Regions from separate parts of the Gossypium hirsutum genome. Here region 2 is linked to region 1. A link is a contact called in public Hi-C data. All regions are on one chromosome and are shown on one strand. Each heading gives the region's core, a stretch centred on a gene start, on an enhancer-like site or on the middle of the called end of the contact. The rest is flanking DNA. Distances are from core to core; before and after follow the strand shown.

Region 1 (7,808 bases), core at 2,129-4,628:
TGGCCATTTAGGGTGTCATGAACATGTTTTAAATCCAAAGTTCTTTTCATTTTCTCACAAGCTCTTCAAGCATCCAATAATGGTGTCATGAACCTTTTTTGTCAAAATCTTAATCTAGCTTCATCCATAGCTTACCTACACCACTTTGAACTTAGTTATACCAAAAAAATGTCTAAAACCATTAGACATACTTGACCAAGCTTTATCTCCCTAGATTTTCTAAGTGTTCCAACCATGGCCATCCTTGCATTTTATTTTTAAATTCAACAATTAAATGAATGGGTTCACTCATAATTACCATCTTAAGTTATTAATCAACTAAAATTCAAAGGGAGCTTACCAAATTTTTGAAGAACTACCCACGACACCAAGGAATTCTCATGAAAGTTTTCTTCTCCAATTTTGCTAGGGAGCAACATTTATAAGGGTAGGAAACATGAATATCTTTTCTTTTTATTTTTTAATCCATTAATAAAGTAATTATAATTAATACATAATTATCATTTTCAATGGACATGATCTCTTGTTAATTGACTTAGTGGAAATCCATGGTTAATATCATTACTCTCCATTAACTTAACAATAGTAATGGCTTAATTTCATACAAGGTCTTGGTTTATTTAATTTTTAAGCCATGATTTATTACTTCTCAAGTCCTCCACCATTAATGACATCATTTCCTATCCTCGCACATTTGATATGTCCATTCTCTTTTCCTTGAAACTCAATCTTTAAGTTATTTACTATTATTATTTCAATTCAATTTTGATGTCTTTCTCAATGTCGTAATCAATTAATAAATACTCCACATTTAACTACACTCGTACTTGAAATTTTTTTAACTCGATCATTAGTACGATACAAATTAGAAATGGCTAGCCCTCATCTTGTTGATGCCACCTTTTAACAACTTTGTTGATGCCTCAATATTTTTCATGATGAAGTTTCAAATTTCTCCTTCCTTTGGCTTGGCCTACTTCAACAAGTTTGCCCCATGCTTCCATGTCCCTCTTTTGATGTTGCAAAATTGGATGTTGAATCTAATGTGCAGGAGCCTGTTCCATCTAATACACATATGGTTTGCCATTGGTCCTAAACTGTTTATCATAAATTGTGGAAGTTGCAAATCATCATCCATGATTAATACAACTTGTGGGCTATGCTAAAGACGATTGGTACAATATGTGATGTGCATGGCATGTTTAATAGCCCAATATTCTCCATCCTTGTATGCAAACCTATAACATGATACTTTCAATGTTCTTTGGATTTGTCAAAATTTCTTGGACAACTCAAACTATCATAAACCCAATCAAATTAATGCCACTTAATATAAGAGAAGCATATAAATGATGTGCACATGTTAAAAACATTATTATGCACACTTGCTTCAACTAGTAGTATGGTAGTAACCTCTTCCACCTAGTATGATATCTACACAAATCGTAAAACTAATAAAAGTGATGCATTTAAATTCAATTATAAGGTAATATTGATTATAGTAAATAAATATTATTATAACACATATATTACTAAAATATTTGATTCAATATCAATAGATAATCGTATTGCTACAATATTGTTCTTCTAGTAAGTTGTATGGTCATGATACTTAGGCCACCTATTAAAATATGAAATGATAGTACTTAATCATTTAGAATATAATTAATTTATAACATATGTCGCGAATTTTATGTTCTAACAAGAGAGACACTAAGATTTTGAAAAGGCATAGACGCGCAATCCATGATATTTGACATCTCTCATGATTATAAAATCATAAAGGAGCTAGTTTCTTTATTGTTCCCCACTTTACATGCATTACATAATGCCTTCTATATAGGCATGTCAAAACAACAGACCCTCAACTGTACGTATTCGTCATTCTAAAATTATATAATAATGGGAGATATATGGTATAAACTAAGTTGTCAGATTATTCTGACATCAGCACATCTCTAATCAAGTGAAAAATGTAAGTTCTAGCATGATGTTCAATATCTTCAAGTGCTGGATTCATTGGGAGATGCTTAAATCAACTATTTTACCATGTGACCTTAACTCAAAGTCTAAAGAAATCAGACTTATGGTTAGTAATGTCACATCTTCTAACGTTATTGTTACTTTTTGTATAAGAGATAAAATGTATGAGTCTCGGGTCTCCATTAGTCAATCAGAGAGAGATGAATGTCGAAATGGACATAACTTTCCAAGGCTATCATTATTGAAATCAATGGCTATTAGGTGATGAATGATTCTACTATCAAGTGGATTTACTCCCATATTACTATGACAATAAACCATTAGAGAATCCTCCATTATTGTAAAATTTTGAGTGACATATCATTTTATGATTGAAAACATCTATTTAGAAAATCTTAAGTATGTATCATAGTATAAAATGTATAAAACGAATATTTTGGGTTTTCTAAAAAAACTAATGAGTTGGATGGAATATTTATAGATTTTAAGGTTAGGTTCATTTAGAAGTTTTTTAAAGAGGTGGTGAGGTGTATTCAAAGTTTCGTTTCTCTTTTCAAATAATCGGATATAGATTACTATTTACATATTTAAAAAAGCCATGAAGACCTTGACACCTACGGATGTCAAGTTCTATTTAAGTGTTATCCATATCCTTACAAAATTACATTATATTATTATAGTTTAAAACTTAAATAATTTATGGTGAACTTCATATCTATAGGTACTTTTTTAATCATTTCATAATGATTGTCTTGATTCTAATGGGATGCAAAAAGTTTGATGGCACATTACATATTACAAAACTCAAACCCTAAAAACACATTTTGAGAATTAACTTTTGAAGAAACCTATTTTAAGATTTAATTAGGGATAAGGCAACATTTAGTCATTAAACTTAGCAACTTTTCTCACCTTAATCCATAAATTTATTTTGGTCCACATTAGTTTTTAACTTGGCAAATTTCCCAATTTGGTCCCTAAAGTTGGATTCAAGTAAGGTATGTCAACGTGACACTTTGAGATTATTCCACGTCGCTACTTGGATTTTTTTATTTTTTAATTATATATATTTAAAATTTTCAAGTGATGATATAGTACAATCTAAGAGTGTCATGTCATCACACCTTGGGATCAAATTGAAAAAAAGTTACCAAGTTCTGGGACTAATGTGGACCAAAAATAGTTTAAGGACCAAGTTGTAAGAATAGTTAAATTTAGGGACTAAAAATTGTTTTATCCCTTTTAATTAAATATTTTACAATATTTAAGTGGAAAACCCTAACTAAAGTATACGTGTCATGGGTCACTCGCCGAGATTTTCTATTATTTATTTATTTATTTATGTCTTCTTCTTTTTACTATTTATCTTTATTTTCTAATTTTTTTTTCCAGTTACTACCATCATTCTGTTTTCTCTTTCTTTCTTGTCACTGTCTTTTGGAGCTAAACAGTATTGAAAGGCCCAATCCCAGAGGGAAAGGGGAAAACCAAATTAAACAAAAACTAATTTCTCTTACATTTTATTTTTTTATTTTATAATTTTATAATTTATTAATTTTCTCTGACTGAAGCTACTAATATGAGCAGAGCGCTCCTCTCATGCCACTACCGGTTATGAATCCCAACGTGGAGCCACCAGTTCCTGGGTTAGCACCGCCGCCACAACCGCCTCAGCCTCACCGTCCTTCTACCTCCTGTGACCGCCATCCTCAAGAGCATTTTACTGGCTTTTGCCCCTCATGCCTCTACGAACGTCTCGCTGTTCTCGAGCCTTCGTCTTCTTCTGCTTCTTCTTCTTCTCGGAAACCTCCCATCGCCGCCAGTACTTCAACCGCCACCGCTGCACTTAAAGCCATTTTCAAGCCTTCCGGAGGAGGTGGTACACAGTCCGGGTTTTTTCCCGAGCTCCGGCGAACAAAGTCCTTTTCGGCCTCGAAAAACGAGGGTTTCTCTGGTGTTTTTGAGCCCCAGAGGAAATCTTGTGACGTTAGGGCTCGAAACACCCTTTGGTCACTCTTTCATCAAGAAGCAACTGCAAACGGGAGGTCTTCTGAAGTTGCTGAAGCTGAAGCTCGAAATTTGGCTTCTTCGACTGTTGGTCAAGGTCCTGTTTTTGAAAGCAAAGAAGAAGACCAAACTGAGAGTGAAACCGATCACAATGACGACATAGTGATCGTAGAAGAACAACCGCCCAATGTGGCTGCTTCTGCTACGAATTTGATAGAAGAGAAAGTTGAAGAAATTGTGGAAGAATACGAAAAGGAACTGTGCCAAGAAGAGCAGCTGAAGCCCATGAAGGATCATATAGATCTTGATTCGCAAACAAAGAACGCTTCTGGACGAGATCTCAAAGAGATTGCTGGGAGTTTCTGGTCAGCTGCTTCAGTCTTCAGCAAGAAATTACAAAAATGGAGGCAAAAACAAAAACTTAAAAAGAGGGGAAATGGATGTGGGTCAGCGAGATTGCCAGTGGAGAAGCCCATAGGGAGACAATACAGAGAAACCCAGTCAGAAATTGCGGATTATGGGTTCGGGAGAAGGTCTTGTGATACAGACCCAAGGTTTTCCCTTGATGCTGGGAGGATGTCATTTGATGCACCAAGGATGTCTTTTGATGCAGCAAGAATGTCATGTGATGATCCCAGATATTCTTTTGATGAACCAAGAGCTTCCTGCGATGGATATCTGATGGGGAGAATGTTCCCAAGAATGCCCACAATGGTTTCCGTTGCGGAAGATGCTCCAGTTCATCATGTTATGAGGTCTGATACTCAGATCCCTGTGGAGGACCCGACGGCTATGAATTCTGTTACTGAGGAGGATGAATCGCTTCCTGGAGGGTCAGCTCAAACAAGGGATTATTATTCTGATTCTAGGAGAAGAAAAAGTCTTGACAGGTCCAGTTCTAGTAGGAAGACTGCTGCAGCTATAGTGGCTGAAATGGAGGAAATGAGGTCGGTTTCTAGTACAAAGGTTTCCCCTGCAACTGTTGATTACACCCATGGACCTAAGCCTGTCATTCCTGATAGGGATTCCAGGGATTCAAATTCTTTGAGGGATGATTATTCAGACACTTTTGAGATTGGCTTCAAAGATAATGCATCTGTGATTGGGAATGGGGAACAGAAAGAGTCATCTAAGAAGTCGCGGAGGTGGAGTAAAGCTTGGAACATTTGGGGCTTTATTAACAGGAAGAGTGTTAACAAAGATGAGGATGAAGATAGGTATTCTAGAGCTAACGGTGTGGAGAGGTCATATTCAGAATCTTGGCCTGAGTTGAGAGGGGAAAGGAATGGAGATGTGAGAGGAGGTTTTAATCCAAAGGTAATGAGGAGCAATAGCAGCGTAAGCTGGAGGAATTCTAGCAGTTTCGGTGCAGGATCATTTAGTGGTGCAAGGAAGAACTATGTTGAGTCAAATGGGCATAGCAAGAAGAAAAAAGATGATTTTGTGTTGGAAAGGAACAGGAGTGCAAGATATTCACCAAATCACTTTGATAATGGACTGTTAAGGTTCTACATGGCACCGATGAGCGCCAGCCGGAGAGGTGGGTCAGGCAAAACCAGGGCAAGCAATGCACATTCTATTGCAAGGACCTTACTAAGGTTGTACTGAATTTTAGATTCATAAGTTGTTTTTCTTTGGTTTAATGTTAATTTTGCTGCACTTGTTATGTAACCAAACATGCCTCTGTATTTTGGTGGTTGGTTAGATTAAAACAAAAGCATTTCTTGAACATTTTTAGCCTTCACTGTTGAAATAACAATATGTTTTCTTGTTTCTAGTCACATTTTCTTCAACATTTTGAGTCTTCCCTTTCTTCTGTTCTGTTTTTACCAGAAAAGGCTTGAACATAGAGAATGCAGATAAGCTGTGTTTATGTTATTTCTTTGTCTCACCTAGAGTTGAGTGATAGCTGGTTGGTGAAGTATGTTACTCATGGCATTTGGCATGTTGGGAACTGATGTGGAAGTGGGCATGCATGCATGCATGCTCCCTTGAAGTTGCTATTTGTCATGTAGTGTTGTTCCACTTCCATGAGTTTTGAATCTTATTGTTCGCTTTACTGGGCTGGCCTACTTTCAAACTTTATTGTTATTAAAATCTGGAAATTTTGTACAATTGGACTCCAAAGCATTGTAATTTCATATCATCTTCTCCAATTCTCATTTATGACATGACTCATGAATCAGTCCATACAGGACAAGAATCAAACAAAATTTCATGCAAGCCTTGTTTGTAACTATGAAATGAGTTTTTATGAGATGGATCCTAAGCATGAAATTGCTCCATCTGGGTCTTATGTTAGCATTGGGATCTTCCAAGTTCATGTGGTTTAACTAGTTTGATTCACAAGATCATCTGATAAAGGTTTTCTTTTCTATGAAATATTCTTCGGTTTTTGATCTTCTGCTAGTGGTAGTGCCTAGTTAGTACTCAACTGGCTGGGTCTTGTTGGGGTTTTAATGGCTAGTTGCTTAGGAACTGCAGGTTTGATTCAATGTAGACCGTCTGATTATCTTAATTATTTTACATGCTATGAAAGAAGTATGAATGTTAGGCAGGCTGGCAACATGGTTAAACTCTTTGTGAATAAGAAAAGAATAGTGCATGAATGATCCAATAAATGTTGAAGCAAAACAGAAATGAAAGGAAGCAATGATTATTTCCCCCATTAACAAGGTTGATCTTTGGTAAAGGAATCTAACTTAACAACATTTTCAGTCAAAAGAGCTGGAAATCATGCTTTCTCCTTTCTCTAAACATGTAAAAAAGCTTCATAATCATCAAGTTTTAGCCTCTAAAGTCAAAAGGTGACTAGGAAAAGAACCCAGCATGTTCCTCAACAGAGAAGGAAAGAAAGAAAGCAATAAAGGCAAAATAAAAAAATAAAAAAAGAGAAAAAGAAAAGAAGCTCAAAACCCAATGGCCATATCACTAAGATTGGAAACTGACTTGGGTTTTGTTGATTGCAGCTAAGATCACTAAGAAAAGTACTTCATGTATCAAACTCAAGTTTTAAGTTATGAGTTGGGGTTTCCTAATTATGCCATATTTACCTAAACAACTATGGATATCAGCTATGTATAGAGCAGAAATGCTGTTAGTTAGATATAAGAAGTGCCTTTACTTATTGTTTACCTTTTCCGCTTCTGATAACAATGTCTATTTATAGATGAACTGAGAACACAAAGCAACTAAAATAGCCTCGAGGGCTGCAACTTTTCGCCAATTAGATGCAGAGACGAAAAAGTCTTAAATTTCTACGACTAGCGGTGCAATAAGATAGTGTTTTTCACTCAAGTATGGATGTTATAGTATTTATTGAGATAAGAGTAGAACGGAGCTAATTGTATTAAAAGTTAAATTGTATACTTAAAAAAATCTCAAAATAAAAATGTTTTTTTTAATAATTATTTAAAAATCATTTCCGAATTGAACTAGACAATTGGTTGTTTATGTTCATATTGTACTTGGTATTTAAATAATAATAAAATTATTAAAATTATTTAAAATAAATTCTAGAATGAGCTTAGATAAAATGGTTGTTTATCTAAGTTCATTCTGAAGTAAATTCTTAAATAATTATAAAAATAATAAAAAAAGTATAGAAATTTATTTAATAATTATTAAATTTTTTAAAATAATAAAAAAATATATTGTGAAATGTTACTATTACATATGTGTATATATATGAATTACAAGAAATTATAAAAAAAAAGAATAATAATAAAATAATAATAAAATAGGAGTCATCAACTTATAATTAAAAATATTAATTCGATTAAGAAAATATGTGTATGTATATATATATATTTGAATTC
Region 2 (7,808 bases), core at 3,838-6,337, 780 kb after region 1:
ATGTAATGCAAATGAGAGAATATTATTTACTAATGTTTTGGGCTATGAATTCTACTGTTGTGAATAATGCTACATATTACAGAAGCCATACACACAACACACTAGCTTTTGGTTCCTTATCTATTTAAACTCAGGCTTTTACTTACATCAAAGTATACGAGTCACGCTTACATAGTCCACATCCACTCAGAATTTAGATATGTCACACTATGAATTTCACAAGTGAATAAATTCATAAACAGCTCAAGATCTATTTTGCTTGGGTCATATCCGATGTACTGTCAATCTAGTTAGTCACATCTATGACTCTATCTTCTGGGAGTTATCCGCTCTCCCAAGACAAGAAATCTTCTTAATTGGACTTGATAGATGACATATTAGTCTTTTAATCAATTTACTTATTTCGGATTAGACTAATGACATGTTTAGGTTCGTCTAATAATACAAGTTGTCTCTTCGTACTACGATCTAACCACGTAATACCACTTAGTATTAGTTAAACAATTAGAAAACCAACGAACAAAATTTGCTTCCATTTTGCTTTGCATGCAAAAAACATTTGAGTACAATTATACAAAGTATATTAATGTAATCAATGAATTTGTTTTATTAACCAATATATTCGAAAAAATTACAAGTTTACAAATGAATATACTACAATCAATGCACCAAATCCAACAACCCTCCCTAGATGACTACTCGAGCAATGGATGGCCTAATCTTCATTGGAAACATGAAATTGTTGGTTATCAAAAATCAAGTGGGCTAAATTGCTTTATCCCATCAGAGTTAGAATGAATAACAAGGTCTATCCTATCACAGATATCCTCGTCCTATCGAACACATCCCTACCACGCACTCTGTAATGATGGCTAGATGGGAAGTCTAACACGTTAACACCATATCACACAAGATCCTTGCATATAAATACCTCAAAAAATGATGAAGAGAGATAAATCCTTCAAGAGTACTAAGCTTACATCCTGCGAACACCCTTTTAGCCCTAAACCTTCAAGTTCTCTCCATCATCACTTTTCATAACCTCTAGCTCTCCGTTGGATAGGGTGAACCGGCACCCACAACAATCACTCTCCTCTCCTCTGTATCCCTCACTTGTTGTATCACTATATAAAAAAATGTCTAAATGTAAATTTAAACATTCATGTTAAGTAACATCTTAATGTACTACAGGCCACACTAGACAGCAAGATCTTCCAAAACTTGCCTGCACAGTATCAGAAATATATAACATTCAAATTGGCAGCGTGGACATCAAACACAGCCAAACATTGCCGATTGCAGCAACATACGTGAAATTAAGCTTCCACACATCAATGAGGTATGGCATCATCTGCCATATAACATAAGAATTATACGCACCGGAGAAGGTAAGAGCTATACCATGCATTAACGGGGATAACAACCAACAACAATAGTCAGCATATATAATATATGGAAGCTAAAAGTTGTTTAAAGATAACATCAATCAACATGGTGAATTTATGGCGAAAAATGTACCCAGTTCAAATATTGGCATCCTTAAACGAGGCTTGCCCATTGGGCTATAATAACCCACGAACAGTTCTATCAAATGGACCATTTTTTCCTTTGTTGGGGGTGCTGTCTTTGCCATGGTCTCTTTTTATATTTTATTGGATGAATGGAATCTGAATCCATATCACGTTTAGGTGTCTCATGTTGACAAACTGGCCCATAAGCTTTCCTACAAGGATCGCAACTTGTCCATAGCCTAATGGTGAAGTAGTTGGATTGGATTCCATGAGTTGTATACATTGCAACCTCCAATTTTCTTTCTTTACGACCAAGTAATGGAACTTGGAAGTTTGAAGCAACCCTTTTTGCCTATCAAATGTTTTTAATAGAATATAAGTAGGATCACACATCCATACACACGTCAAAAAGGATATTCTAAGACTGAACAATATACTGATCAGTAAGAAAATATCAGAGTTTTACTAAGATAACAATATAATAAATGCTCGGCCCTTACATTAAACAGACAAAATTTAAGAGGTGCTGCAATTGTGGGGCTGTCTGACACCCGACAGGGTGTTTAACATACTGCCGCATTTGAAGCAACTACAGAGTGTTGTATCAACTTCAATGCTCTTTCTTCCACAGCCAGGAGTATAAGTTGAATTGTGAGGCTGGGATGTAAGAAATCCAGCTGTTTCAAGGAAGGAAGATGGGGATCGGTCATTGGTCAATGGTCAATGGTCAATGGTCACCTTTGCCAAGATGGACCACTCAAATCCTAACCAGTCCACTGAATTTTCTAATACTTTATTAGATACAATTATGGTGGATTTATTGTTTCGTGAATTGCTTATGTTCTTTACTGCTTTGAAGTTAACCAAATCCAGATTGCTTGTAGGTTGTAGCCTTGGTCATATTGCTCATTTGTTAAATTCAATGGGAGATATTAAGAAGAAATGGGAAGATTTCCACAAAAATCACCGACACTGAGCTAATTTTAAAGAAGTTATTAATGACTGTTCATCTTTAACTTAATGATCATCATTCAATTTCCTTTCTTTTGAAACAATGGTGATATCCCAAATCCTGAAAGAATCAGAATGCAGATAGGGTCGCATATACCGGTGTCATATTGTTAGGCATTTGGCTTAACACATTCAACATTTGTATGTATCAAAACAGAAGCAAATTATACATTGCTATTCTATTTATAATTAGCATCACAATCATTTTTTATTTGTCAAGACAGTTTTTAACATAATGGAAAACAATAGACAAAACAATATAAATTAATTTAGCTCTGAATACTGATCCTCCTTTTTATTTATCCCCTTAAGCCTTTTGCTTTTCTTGTTCTTTTTCCTTCTTGGATGGAACACGACCATCTGTTCCTGCAAGCATAACATACTTGTCCTTCCTTGTCAAGTTAGTGCATTCGAACCCCAATGTTCCAGCCAGCACCCTTTGTATGTAGTTTGCAACTTCAATGGCTGGCTTTCCACCATTGCAAGTGAGCTCTGCAGGCAGCTGGTTCAAGAAGGTGATCTCATAAGTTGGCATTGGATTCATGAAAACGAAGTAAGGATCCAACAATTTGTATCCCCTAACCGTTGTTCCGTGAAAAACTGTTTGTCTTGCATTGATCGCCACCGGCACGATTCTGTCAGTGAGTTCAGCAAACAATGCGCTGAATCTCAGCAGAAACGGTTCTCGGCAGGTAGTCCCTTCGGGGCATATGACCAAGTCACCTTCTTCGAGAAGGCGCTTGATGTCAGCTGCATCTTTCTCTCTTTCCCTTGATAAAGCAACAGCTTTAATCGGGGAAATAATTTCAGTGAATTTGCTAATACTATAAGTAACGCAACTAATTTTTCGGCCTAGGGCAACGGCTGTCACAACTGGGTCTAAAACTGTTCTATGGTTGCAAACAAAGAGGACTCCACTTTGGCCTTTCTTAGGTGCAGGTGGTGGGGTACCCTTAACAATCAATTTGATTCCTAGGATCATGTAATTGTACCGAGCAATTCTCTCAGGCAAAGGGATGTTGAGATAGACCCTTAGTAGGGAGAGGATGAAGCCAATAGGAAGCCATAGGAAGGTCAAGAGGGCAGCCAATGGGGTTGGTCTTTGGACCAGCCGTCCTTCATGAAATATAACAGAGCTTAGAAGCTTGGTTTTTGGTAATGGCTCGCATTTGCTTCTTGGCACCATGTATCCTTCCTGCACACACACAACACATCAACTTAAGAGCTAGACCATGCATAATTAAAACTAGCTAGCGTCATGTATATGGGGTAGTTTGTTTTATAACAAAAACAGAGTTAAATCGAAGATTAGAATCATTAGTTTCAATATCTATGGCTACAACTACATATTGAACATCACAAGGATAGGATTGGAGTAACAATGGCCTGAAAATGTGAAAATTAAATTGCATGTTGAAGTTGACAATCTCAGTTTCACGAGTCATTAATCATGGTATAACGAAATTGAAGAGATTAGTAGGGGACCATGTGGACCATTAGAAATTTAAGTTGTAACTATAAAAAGCCAGCAGCTATCTAAAGGCTGAGAAAGACATCAGGAGAAATATCAAACAAAACTTTATGGAGCATAAATACTCTCACCAACCTTTTTGTAAACACATAGTTAATAATTATGTTTGAGGAATCTGTTTTAAGAACCTATACTAATTTAGGAAACAGCTTGAAAAGTTCAATTATTATGACGGTAAAGAAAAGGGAAGGGTTTGTTATGTGATTAAGAACCTTGCATAATGACATGAAATAATGGTCAGTTTCTCTGTCTCCCAGGCCTAAATCTGGTAATTCAGTGCCAAATTCCTTCAAGATGGCAGCCCTTTTGTGTTCTCCGACGAGAACTCCTGGTTTAATTGTAAACCCAGTTGCCCTGCCTGTTTTTGTCACTTGCAGCTCCGTTCCAATAACCTTGTCAGCTCCTAGAAATATCTTGGCAAAAGGTTCCACCATTATTCTAGGATTTGCGGTAATAATGTATCTTTTACCAAAGGAGCTGAAAACTCTCCAAGTCTCGGGGTGAACATCGTCTGCATAAAACTTTGGCAACACAGACCTGGAAACCAGCTCAATGTCTCTTATCTTTAACCCGGCAAAGGAGATGAAAATGAAGGTATTAATGGCGAAAGATTCAGAGATGAACAAGTAGGTAAAATACACGACTGGAACGGATAGTAAGAGAAGCAGTGCTCTTAACAGGCTGCCAGCTTCGAGGGCAATAAGCATGTAGTAAGGGAAAGCACTACGTGACACAAGAAGGGTTCCATCTAAATCAGCAGCCACCGTCTGATTTGATCTTCCCTCGCTGATACATTTCGAAACAGGTTGAAAACAAGGGTGAGCCCCCATGACTATGGGAAGAGCAAAGCAGGAAGAAGAGGGTTAATGGTTTTTTCCCTTTTAGAAATAAAGGAGTGTAAGAGACAATGGCAATGATATTGTTGAAGCGATTCGCTGGCTTTATGTAGCATGAGAAAACCGTGGTCGAGACCAAGAAAAGCATAAGGAAAACCAATAGTTTCTCATTGATAAAAAAAAAACGTTATCAATAAATAGAGTAATTAACGTTTACCAACACAAATATATACATGTATTTTGCGTATAAACCTGGGCAGTTGTGAAGAGGGGTCGGAGTAGTTGGAGGTGGACACCAACACCATCATTTCATTCAATTAGCCTACTTTTTTAGTTTCCAGGCGCCGGCCACGCCGCTTATTAAAACACCCTCTCTTTTTTTCTCAAGAGTAAAAAGTCCCGATAAATTCGATAAATATCAAGATTTAAGTTTTATCAACAATTTTATTTAATAAATGATATGTAAATATCACTTTTTACTTTTCATTCAATCGACCTCAAAAATAAAATGTATCCTGTTACATATTTCTTGGGTATTAGTATTTTACTATAACTTCAACAAGAAGCAGCCAAATTTGTTGTAAATTACTTGTTTTACTTGCGCAGACAAGTCTATAAAAAAAATTCCCAATTGCTTAATCCAAGCATAAATTCTACCGAAATTAGGTTAGAAAGATAGCCGTCTGTCGTCGAATTTTTGGGTCATATAATATTTAATTCAATGATAATTATTTGTTGATTTAGCATGAGAGTTTTGTCTAGTGAAAGTGACCAAAAAATAGGTAGCATGTGGCCATTAATCCTAAAAAAAAAAAAAAAAGGAACCAGGCCTGTAAGGATAAAAGAAAAAGTATACTAATATATAGCTAATTTTGAGTGTAAAACATTGAATTCAAAACGGGTGGGATAAGGGTAATGCAGTTGAACCAGGTGGAGGTAGCTCAAGGGCTTTATATTTTGGCTTCACTTTCCGCAACTTTTGTAGTAGGATGGCAAAATATCCAAAATTATTGGCTTCTGCCTTAATCTTAATAGGCTATTATTATTATTATTATTATTATTATTATTATTATTTGAATCAGATTCTTGAGCGGCTTTATCCCACCCCTCCCCTTATATTTAATAGAATGTCACTTTTTGTATTTTTGTAAATATTTATGCCTAGTTTGCTTATTATAAATTTAAATTTAAATTTTGAAAATAAATAAAAATTCTAGTAAAAAATATGACTTTTTTAAAATAAATTATTTCTTTCTCTTTGATAAAATTAAGGCACAATAGTGACTAAATATTACTAATTGAATTAATTTATTGCTAATTTATATACTAAAACATGTATAAAAATAATAAAGTATAGTTTTTGCAATTAAAAAGTTAATTTTTTTGGGTAATCTACAAAAATAGTCACTTTTGTTTGTCCCAGGTTACATTTTAGTCACTTATGTTTGAAATGTTACGTTTTAGTCACTTATGTTATTATTTTGTTACGAAGTGATCACTCTACCGTCAAGTTCCGTTATCTCTCTAACGGTAATCCCACGTGGCAGTCCAACTAGATTTTAGGTGCCAACTTAGATTTCTAGATGAAAATAGATTTTTAATTAAAAAATTTAATTAATTAAAATTTTTAAACCTAAACCTTAACTAAAAAAACTGTTCATCTCATCTTTTCTATTTTTCTTTCGTCTCTTCTTTTTTCAATGATTTTTTTTATTTGACTGGAAAAATTATTATTAAGTTCAAAATAGTTGAAATCAAATTGACTGCTTCATAAAGATGGATTCAATGGAAGGTTCAGGCATGTCTTCTTTGCATTCCTGTATCTCTTTTATTCAATACTGAAAAACAAAAGAATAGTTTTTTTTATTGTTTAATAAAAACCCTAAATTAAAATTTTTGAAGGCATTCAAGTGGATTACCAAAAAATCTAAGAAATTGTTTTTTAATTTCAAGAATTTTAATTTAGGGATTTCATTAAACAATAAAAAATTTAATCTTTTGTTTTTCAGTATTGAATAAAAGAGATAGAGGAATGCAAAGAAGACATACCTGAACCCTCCATTGAATCCATTTTTATGAAGAGGTCAATTTAATTTCAACTATTTTGATCTTAATAATAGTTTTTCTAGTCAAATAAAAAAACTATTAAAAAAAAGAAGAGACGGAAGAAAAATAAAAAATAGGAGATTGAACAATTTTTTTAGTTAAGTTTAGGTTTAAAAATTTTAATTAATTAATTTTTTTAATTAAAAATCTATTTTCATCTCATTTAGAAATCCAAGTTAGCACCTAAGATCTAGTTGGACTGCCACATAGGATTACCGTTAGAGAGATAACGGAACTTAATGGTAGAGTGATCACTTCGTAACAAAATAATAACATAAGGGACTAAAATGTAACATTTCAAACATAAGTGACTAAAATGTAACCTAGGGCAAACAAAAGTGACTATTTTTGTAGATTACCCTTTTTTTTTACATTTTTATATAAAAATTTTAGATCATTCACTAATAACGGTAATAATTTTTATCACAATTTGTTGACTATGAGATGTGTTGATAAGTGCGTAAGTTCTTAATTATGTGTAATATTTTTCCTTCAATTATGCTATTTAAGCTATTAATTATAGTATTTAAACTTATATTTTATTTTATTATTGATTTAGGTGAATAATTGGAGAAAAGTGAACTTAAAATTTATTTTGATAAGTTTTTACGGATTAGACTTTCAACACAACTACTACGGTATTTTGATCATAACTTAAACTATAAAACTCCATTTTGGGCCTATAATATACCAATTTCACAACCCAAACTCAAAAAACACTAAAATTCATCTTTACAATGATGATCAAACTCTTGAATTAAACAGATATTTTACTTTTAGTTGGAGCTTTGTTACATTAATTTTCTTATCCTT

The links. A called contact is a pair of places that touch in the nucleus more often than the background predicts.
Region 2: a contact with region 1 is called in a Hi-C map of leaf, with 4 times the contacts expected there. The contact joins the promoter of LOC107930127 here to the promoter of LOC107930147 in region 1. A contact is called at or near these places in 2 of 34 Hi-C or Micro-C datasets (both in leaf).

The regions. Positions count from the first base shown.
Region 1 is chrA04:75,766,269-75,774,076 of Gossypium_hirsutum_v2.1, forward strand. It overlaps LOC107930147 (protein OCTOPUS), which reads left to right and starts at 3,379. Exons shown (of 1, transcript XM_016861720.2): 1 at 3,379-5,767. The coding sequence starts at 3,583. The coding sequence ends at 5,598.
Region 2 is chrA04:76,549,412-76,557,219 of Gossypium_hirsutum_v2.1, forward strand. LOC107930127 (glycerol-3-phosphate 2-O-acyltransferase 6) reads right to left here and starts at 5,088. Exons shown (of 2, transcript XM_041111389.1): 1 at 4,266-5,088; 2 at 2,669-3,717. The coding sequence starts at 4,883. The coding sequence ends at 2,830.